Regions from separate parts of the Mus musculus genome. Here regions 1 and 3 are each linked to region 2. A link is a contact called in public promoter capture Hi-C data. All regions are on one chromosome and are shown on one strand. The core of a region is the stretch at or near the end of the contact, and the rest is flanking DNA. Distances in the headings are between cores, read along the strand shown.

What was found. Promoter capture Hi-C pulls out the DNA fragments that hold promoters and counts their contacts. Capture Hi-C pulls out chosen DNA fragments and counts their contacts.
Region 1: a promoter capture Hi-C map of liver shows a contact between it and region 2, with 3 times the contacts expected there. The contact joins the promoter of Tpr here to the promoter of Arpc5 in region 2. A contact is called at or near these places in 2 of 39 promoter capture datasets (liver and pre-B cells), 4 of 484 Hi-C or Micro-C datasets (B cells, CD4 T cells, CD8 T cells and 1 more) and 2 of 9 other capture datasets (adipose tissue and liver).
Region 3: a contact with region 2 is called in a promoter capture Hi-C map of liver, with 2.3 times the contacts expected there. The contact joins the promoter of Ier5 here to the promoter of Arpc5 in region 2.

Annotation. Positions count from the first base shown.
Region 1 is chr1:150,391,505-150,394,204 of GRCm38.p6, forward strand. Tpr (translocated promoter region, nuclear basket protein) reads left to right here and starts at 1,334. Exons shown (of 52, transcript NM_133780.3): 1 at 1,334-1,509; 2 at 1,852-2,154. The coding sequence starts at 1,440. It overlaps Odr4 (odr4 GPCR localization factor homolog), which reads right to left and starts at 1,551. Exons shown (of 14, transcript NM_145511.2): 1 at 1,186-1,551.
Region 2 is chr1:152,765,123-152,767,822 of GRCm38.p6, forward strand. Arpc5 (actin related protein 2/3 complex, subunit 5) reads left to right here and starts at 1,420. Exons shown (of 4, transcript NM_026369.2): 1 at 1,420-1,745. The coding sequence starts at 1,603. It also overlaps a transcript of Rgl1 not described here.
Region 3 is chr1:155,098,327-155,101,026 of GRCm38.p6, forward strand. It overlaps Ier5 (immediate early response 5), which reads right to left and starts at 1,310. Exons shown (of 1, transcript NM_010500.2): 1 at 1-1,310. The coding sequence starts at 1,104. The coding sequence ends at 178.

The DNA of each region.
Region 1 (2,700 bases), core at 84-2,583, 2.4 Mb before region 2:
TGTTTCTAAAATATGGAAGCTGAATTTCTGATTAGTTCATTAAGAGGAGAGAGACTCAAATTTGTTTACCCAATAGTGACTGTAAAACGACTGTTTTCTACAAATTGTGCAAGGTGGGAAGGCACAAATGTGTGATTGCTGCTATGAGACAACTCCTAATAACAGCCACTTAGGTAACCAGTCTGCAATGACAATTATCTATATTGCTTCAATTCTACACGGGACATTTTTCTAAGGACTTCACATGTATTGATATTTAATACAAATTCCTGCACGGTAAGTACTATTATTGTCGTCTCCGTTTTATACATAAAGAAATCAAAAAGAAATGTTAAATAACTCCTCCAAATGACTAAAGTAGTGAGTGTGAAAGGTGGGATTTAAGTTCTCTCAATCTGTTTTGCTTGCGGTGGCAATGATACTCAGCCCTTCAATTGAATCATTGCAGGAACATCTCCTGTTCTCATCTCCTGTCCTCTTCTTCAGCTTGTGAATTCAGTTATGAATCTCCTACTAATTTAATCCCTCCCATCCCCTTCATTAAGACAGAGCCTGACTCCTAACACAGGCTGTCCTGGAATGATAACCCCCCCACCTCTTAATCCCTGTAGCTGACACCACAGGCATGTGCTCTCCTTATTTTCAATCAAAAGGCAACAAATTCTTCCAGAAAAGTACCCAGCCATGAAACGAAGTACACGCTGATATTGCTGAGTCGTGTTCGGGAAACAGACATAGTTCTGTTACTGTGGCAAAATGACAAGTGTCTCAATAAAACTGTCCTAAAAATGTTAAAATTAAAAACGTCAACATCAGACATTTGCCTGCAATGTCATCTTACTACATAAACAACAAAATTTGATTTTTTTTCTGTTTAAAATATTAACCAGACTACTTTAATTTCGCACTAAGTCATTCGGTACCTCACACCCACAAAAGCATGTAGGTACCAGGTTTGACACTAAGCTAATCTCCTCCGAACAGGGCTTGAGTGTGCACCAGTGACTGACTGTTCCATATGGTCCCTAAATCCTTTCTTTTCTCCCCGAAAAGGAAGCTGGTGGTGCCCGGGTGCACACATATTCCTTGGCCGACTAACTTGATCTCAGAATGTGCACATGTGGCAAATAAATCCCTGGAGCTTTCTGTCAGCGAGAGAACTCGAGTTAGGGTACAAGTAGCTACCTTCAAAGGCCAGGTGCCACTCAGGTCCCCACGTCCACAGCCAATGATCTCATCAGAAAGCGACAGCAGAGACACTTCCTACTCCAAACGCGGGTCGCGGCCCCAACGGGTGCAGACTGATGACGCAAGCCGTCCCGCACCCATCTCCGCAGCTCTTCTACCCAAGCGAGGGAGGCCTGCACCCCGCCCCTCTCGGGGCACCGTTAAGATCGTGGCGGTAGCCCAGAGCCTGTCGAGACACCCTGCCGTGACCCATGACCTCTGGTGGCTCGGCTTCTAGAAGTGGCCACAGAGGAGTACCCATGACATCCCGGGGTTTTGACGGTAAGGTCGTCTTGCTCCTCCGGGATAAGGACGAGGGTGGCTGCGTACTTATGTAGCGCCCCCGCGCGGGCACTCGTCACAGCCATAGGAGGCGAGCCGGGGGCGGGGAGAAAGAAGGAAGTGGGGCGAGAGGTGCGGCCTGAGCGCGCGTAAGCGGGTGAGAAATACACTACATTTCCCAAGAGTCTCTGGGGCTGGAAACCGGTGAAATCCCCAAAAAACTGGGGCCGAGGCTGCTGTGAACTCGCTTTCCCAGCGTGCCTAGCTCCCGGTGGCTGCGTGCGCAGAGAGGGCGCGGCGGCGCGGCTCTGGCTGCACCTAACGCGGGACTCTCTTTCCCAGGGTCCCGCCGCGGGAGTCTCAGGCGGGCAGGCGCGCGAGAGACCGCGAGCGAGGCGGCGGACGGGGCGGCTCCGGCGGCTGGGCTCCGCGCTTCTCCTTGCTCCTTGGCTTCTCCTTCAGCCGCTGCGGCTGTTGCCGCGATCCCGGCCGACATGGCGGCGGTGTTGCAGCAAGTGCTGGAGCGCCCGGAACTGAACAAACTGCCGAAGTCGACGCAGAACAAACTTGAGAAGTTCCTGGCCGAGCAGCAGTCCGAGATCGACTGCCTGAAGGGGCGGCACGAGAAATTTAAGGTGGAGAGTGGTAAGTGTGGAGACGCTCTTCGCGCTCCGGTCTGGAGCTGGGGCCCGACCTCCTTTGCACGCCTGCCCTCTTCTCCCTGGTGAGGTGTTCAGGTAGCAGCTTCTCAGGCTCCATGTGCAGCGGAGGCCTTCTCTCTTCTCCCCGCTGTGTGGTTTAGATCGGGGGGCGGGGGGATCCTCCCCGATCTAAATCCACCTTCGTTTACCTCGGTTTCCTTTTACTAAGCGTAGTCTTCTGTGGAAACTCCTCAATGGGCCCACCGACAGAAACTGGAGAATTTGGCCCAGTTTGCACCAGATTTTTAGGACTATGCAATCCTAATCTAATGTTGTTTTGCTGTACTTTAAATGACAGTTAAGCGCCCCCCCCCCAGTTTGTTTGTTTTTAAACTGGATTTATAAGCCTTTACCCATTTCCCCCCTTTAGTGCCTTGTTTTAGTGTGTATAGCACCCTGTGATCTAATAATGCAGTAGATGGTCGCGATGAGGAATTTGTATACAAAAGGACGGTACTAGAAAGAGCAATGAAATGCGATAAATGAATAT
Region 2 (2,700 bases), core at 170-2,669:
GGATCTCTTTCCCCAGCAAGAATAAAACCTATCATTAGGTAGTTTATGAAGCTCGTGCTACATAACCCATAACACATTGCACACATATGCAGAATTTTAGAGTCTTTTCGAAGCATTTCCACGTATTGAGCCCTGGGAACATCCTTGTGAAAAGCACATTAGCCCCATCTTAGTACTAAGAAATCCAAGGTTCCAATTTTTAAGCAACATGCCTCAATCATGCAGATTATGAGAGCAGAAAAGTCGAGACTCAGCCTGCTTTTTGATCCCAAGCCCAGTGCTCTTTTCCAGTACGGCAGAGCAAACGAGAAAACTCAACAGGATGACATCCAGCCTTCTGCTATACGTGAAACCAGGTGGTTCTGCATCGAAGCAGGGCAAAGCCAAATGTCTGAATTAATTTTATTCTGTAAATACTTGTACTACGGTATATTACACAGAGCACAGCTATTATTTGATTAATCTTTGTGCCTCTGCCTCCTCAACAGAAGCTCTGATCTCACAAACCGGAATATGGAATATAGCAAAAAGCTGATTTGACGTGCTTCCAGGAACCTTAAACAATAAATAACAACCTTGAAAGTCCAGTCTCTATTAATCCTTGCACTCGCTATTTTCCCTCAGCACTGAAGAGCCTAACTCGCCCACCCTCTTCTGGCATTCTTGCTCCAAATAACTACTTATTTTAAGATGTGATGACTGATTCTAGAAAATGCTACAAGTTTGCCCCAATTTCACTACCTGGCCCAAGCGTCTTTTCCCTCCCTCCAGATGGAGAGAATACCTAGTTCAGATTCTGCAGGTCCGGTCGCGATGCTGTCACACAGCACTGACAGGTAAGAAGTGACCTTTTCGATTCCGTCCTTGGGGACCTCCCACCGACAGCGTGCCAAGAGTCCAAGCCGGGGAAGGGGCTCTCAGCTCGGGAAGGCAGCCCCCGGCGGCGCACGGTCCGAATGGAGGGCTCCGATCACTAGTTCCGAGCTGGGCATCACTTTGCCTCATACTCCTGCAGACTGCAGGGGACTAGGTTCTGCAGCCAGTCCATCGCACCCCACGCGCGAGTCCGGTCACCCACACTTCACACCGGACCCCAACAACCAGCGGCTGGCACCGACAGCGGCGGCGGCAGCAGCACTCCAGGCCACGCTCCCGAGGTGCCCATAGCCTCCAGCCCAAGACCCCCCGCAAGGCAGGACCGCAGAAAAGCGTTTCTATGGGAACGTCCCGGGCATCACGTGATGCTCCCCGGCGACCAATCGCGTCTCCGCGCCGCCTCTGCCAGCTTTCTGTCGACCCGCCGCCCCCGCCTCCTTCTCCAGCCCCGCCCCTTTCCTGCAGCGGGCCCGCGCGTGCGCGGTGCGTCCCGCGCGCTCCCCTGCCGACGCGCGCTCCCGGGGGACGCGGGGGCGGAGCGGGGGCTGAAGGATGGCTGCAAGCAGAGGAGGAGGCCGAGCCCGCTAGCGCGCAGGCCCAGAAGCTTGCAAGCCGCGGCTGCCGGCGACGCCCCAGAGCGGAAGAGGGAAGTGAGTCGGACCGGGCTGGGCTCGCTAAAGGAGAGGCACCGCGGAGGGGCAGGCCAGCGTCGCGTCGCGATCCGGGATGTCGAAGAACACGGTGTCGTCGGCCCGCTTCCGGAAGGTGGACGTGGACGAATATGACGAGAACAAGTTCGTGGACGAGGAGGACGGCGGCGATGGCCAGGCCGGGCCCGACGAGGGCGAGGTGGACTCGTGCCTACGGCAATATCCTTACGCTCGCGGCGGCCGGGGGTTGTGGGGACGCGGGGCCACGCGACCGGCTGTGCCCGGCTCTAGGTGGGGACGGAGGACAGGAGCTCCCGGGGCCAGCAGGCCGCCTGTACCCCGCGGCCGCGCCGGCGAACTTACCGGCGGCGCCCCGATTCCTCAGGTGCGCGGTCCTAAGCGGCCGCGCCCTCCCCGGGGCACCGCTGGTGTCCTAGTGGGCACCTGAGCCAGTCTCTGCCCGGTGGGGACACGGGCGTCCCGCTTGGAGTCTTGCTTTCCTGTCCGGTGTGTGTGGTTGGCGGAGCGGGGATAGTTTATCCCTAGCCAGGAGAGATGGAGCGGTTCGCAAATCGAGGCCCTCGGTACATTCAGCCCCGGGGCTATTTCATCGGCAGCATTGTTTATTAAGAGAGAAGGGCTTTGGCAAGGTGGCATTATAATTCATGAACGAGCCGAAGGGAGTTTTCTTCTCCAAAATTCCCAGTTAAAGCTTGGAACCTTTCACCTGCTAAGAAAAGGCCACTAAAAAAGGGATAGCGAATGCATGCAGAGAATCCCTGGGAATAATATAAGATGAACCCCAGTGAATAAAGCAGAGAATGAGTCGGTTCTATAAATCAACATTGTTTTTCTGAAATTGTTTCCCTTCTAGTTAAAACATGGCTGTCAGTTCCTGGTTCCTTGGTTTGCATATCTGAATATTCATAACCTCGAAATTCATTTGCATCGATCCCTTAGAAAAATAGAATGTTACAAAAATCCAAACTGGAGCTTTAGAAAAATCGTATTCATTAAGTCTGTTCATACAGCTCTCCCCTCATCAATTTTCTACTAGATTATAATGAAGAAAGTGAGCAAAAACAGTGGTAACCACAGCATCAAACGTACATATATGTGCAGTATAGGTTTAACTTTCATTACCATAACTTTCACAGTTGTTACTAATTTGATT
Region 3 (2,700 bases), core at 60-2,559, 2.3 Mb after region 2:
GAGAGCCACGGCCCAGCCGGGCTGCCCCTTCTGGGGCGATGTGCTGCCCGGCAGCAACCAGTCTCCCCTACGCGCCCAGCGCCTACGGTCTCGGCTCGTCCTCGCGGCCGGGAGAGGCCCCGGCCGCACTTCGGGGACTCCCGCTGCTCAAGCTCCAGCCACTCGGGTCCCGGGGGCTCAGAAGGCCACGATGGCTGTGCTCCAGGGGCTCATGTCTCTCAGCACCGGCTTGTCGCAGCAGATCTGCCCCGGCTCGGCGGCTTCCGGGCCGCCCTCCTCCGCCTCCTCTTCCTCTCGGCCGCCTGCGGGGCTTTTCCGTAGGAGTCCCGAGAAGCTAGACCCGAAGATGCTGATGAGGTTTGCCACGTTCCCGGTCTCCATCTCCTCGTCGGTGTCGTCCTCGCCGGTGACTGGCTGCTCCTCCGAGTTCCGGCGCGGCTTCTTGAGAGGGGTAGAGCCGGGTGCCGAGCAGCTCGCGCGGCCGCCACCCACTCCCGCTGCGCCACGCTTCCTGGGACACGGGGCGGGTGGCGCGGGGGACCCGTCCTCGGAGGACCGCTCCTCCACGGCCGGGGGACAGCCGCACGGGCGGCGCACTGCCCGGGGCCCCTCGGGGCACGCGTCCGAGCCACCTCCTGAAGACGCCGCGCGCGGACGCTCCACGCGGCCCCAAGCAGCTGCCGCCGAGTCCTCCTCTCCGCCCCGGAGAGCTTCCCCCGATCCGGCCACCGCGGCCACCGGTTCTGAGCTTCCCGCTCCGGGCGTGTGGCACACGGAGGGACGCTGAGGCTGAGGCTGCGGCTGAGGCTCGGGCTCCGGCCAGGCGGCACGGGCGACCGGCGGGGGCGGCTCTCCCCAGCCGGAGGGTGGCCCGGCTACAGGCTCTCCAGGCTGCTGAGGCGGCGGCACCGCCGGGGTCCCCGCAGGGCCAGCCAGGTAGAGGCCAGGGCAGGGGTCACTCAGGTAGACTTGGCGGGCGCTGCGCAGCACCAACGACACCAAGAGGTTCTTGTGCAGCTTGATGCCGCCGCGCTGGACCCGCGAGTTGTAGATCTTGCCCAGGGAGATGCTGACGATGCGGTGAGCCTCCAGCTTGAACTCCATCCTGCCTTCGCTTCCAGACGATAGGGTGAACGCCTGCTTGCCTTCTGAAGCTGCGAGAGGAGCTGTAGGCGGGATCAGGTCTTCCTCTGTGGTTGTACCCTCGGCGTCTGAAAGCTCGGTGGAGAAAAGACCTGGTGACGCGTAGTCCCCCTCCGCCGCTTCCCTTCAGACAACAGAACCGTTCTGAGCCGGACTCTAAACTGAGCGCTGCGGGGCCACACTGCACCTTATATATGCTCCTCGAACGCCAATCACAAAGCGCCGCTAACCGTTCTGGGCGGGCAGATGTGCCTCGTGCTCCGCCCCCGACCAATCAGAGGCAGAGGAGGGGCCCCAGGGCCTGTTCAAACGTTAGTCCCGCGGAGCAAGCTCTTAAAGGGGGAGATTGCAGGCAGCCCATTGATCATGTGCGGTGGGATTTGTGTTCAGAGGCGTTGATAGAGGAGAACGAGGCCCACAGAACTGTATGTAGTAAGGGATTCCGCTTTGTGATGTACCTTAGCACACTGACTGGAACTTTCATTCGTTTAGTGTGCTGGAATCTACTGCACAATAAAATTCAGTTCCTTTCATACACAATTTCCAGCTGCTCATAGCTGTTTCAGCTGTAATTTCTGGTCATTCTTGGCAGAAATGGAAGCGATGACAATATATGACAACTAGCACGATATATTTGAGATATTATGTTGGAGTTAGCCCCTTTCCCATTAGCGTTATACTCAGCATTTAACTACAAACAAAAGGGAACGTTCTAGAAATACCCAAGCTTCTGCCTTATGAAGGAACAGAATTCAGGTACAACGTTGTTTGTTCTCACCTAAAGCTGGCATCTTTCATTTCGTTCCCCAGATTCTCAGTTATCACATATTTTAAATGGAAGATGTTACCTATTTCTCCACAATGGTTTTCTTTGTTTGTCTGTTTGTTTAATACCCCCCCCCCACACACACACACAATAAGTAACTGATCTATTTTGGGGGAAATCTAGTAAGTTCTAAAAATACAAATAAGTTCTGGTTTCCCATGTTGATTATGTAAATTGTTTTTTGTCAAGTATGGGGGGAGGGTTCCTAAAATTTTTCTGGTCAGTCAATGTAGTCCCATCCACTGAGTCTTGCAAATCCCTGTCAGAAGGACCATGACAAGATTGTACTGGTGCCTGATGGCTCTGTAAATTGCCTTATGGCCCTGAAGTTTCAAATATAAAATGAAGAAATCACAGATACACCTTCTTTATTACACAGAAGATAAATGGCAACTCTCAGAGTCAATCTAAATAATAAAGTTAACCACAGCTTACACGGTGTCTATGTGAAAGGTTTGCCTGACCCTACAATAGGTTTGGCCATTTACATGGAAGAAATACTAGTGAGAGGTAGGCTTGATTAAGAGCCAGTTCACAACCAGGATGCCTTCAGATCTGATGGTTTGGGGGATGCTAACTTTGGCCACTATTACTGCTACAACTGAAGCCCAGAGTCCCTCCCTTCTAGGAATTCTCAGCCCACATAGAGAAGGAGAGAAAATAATTATAACATGTAGCAACAGCAACATATGTTCAGTAATAGCATGAGGTTCTTCTCCGTTTTCTCTCTT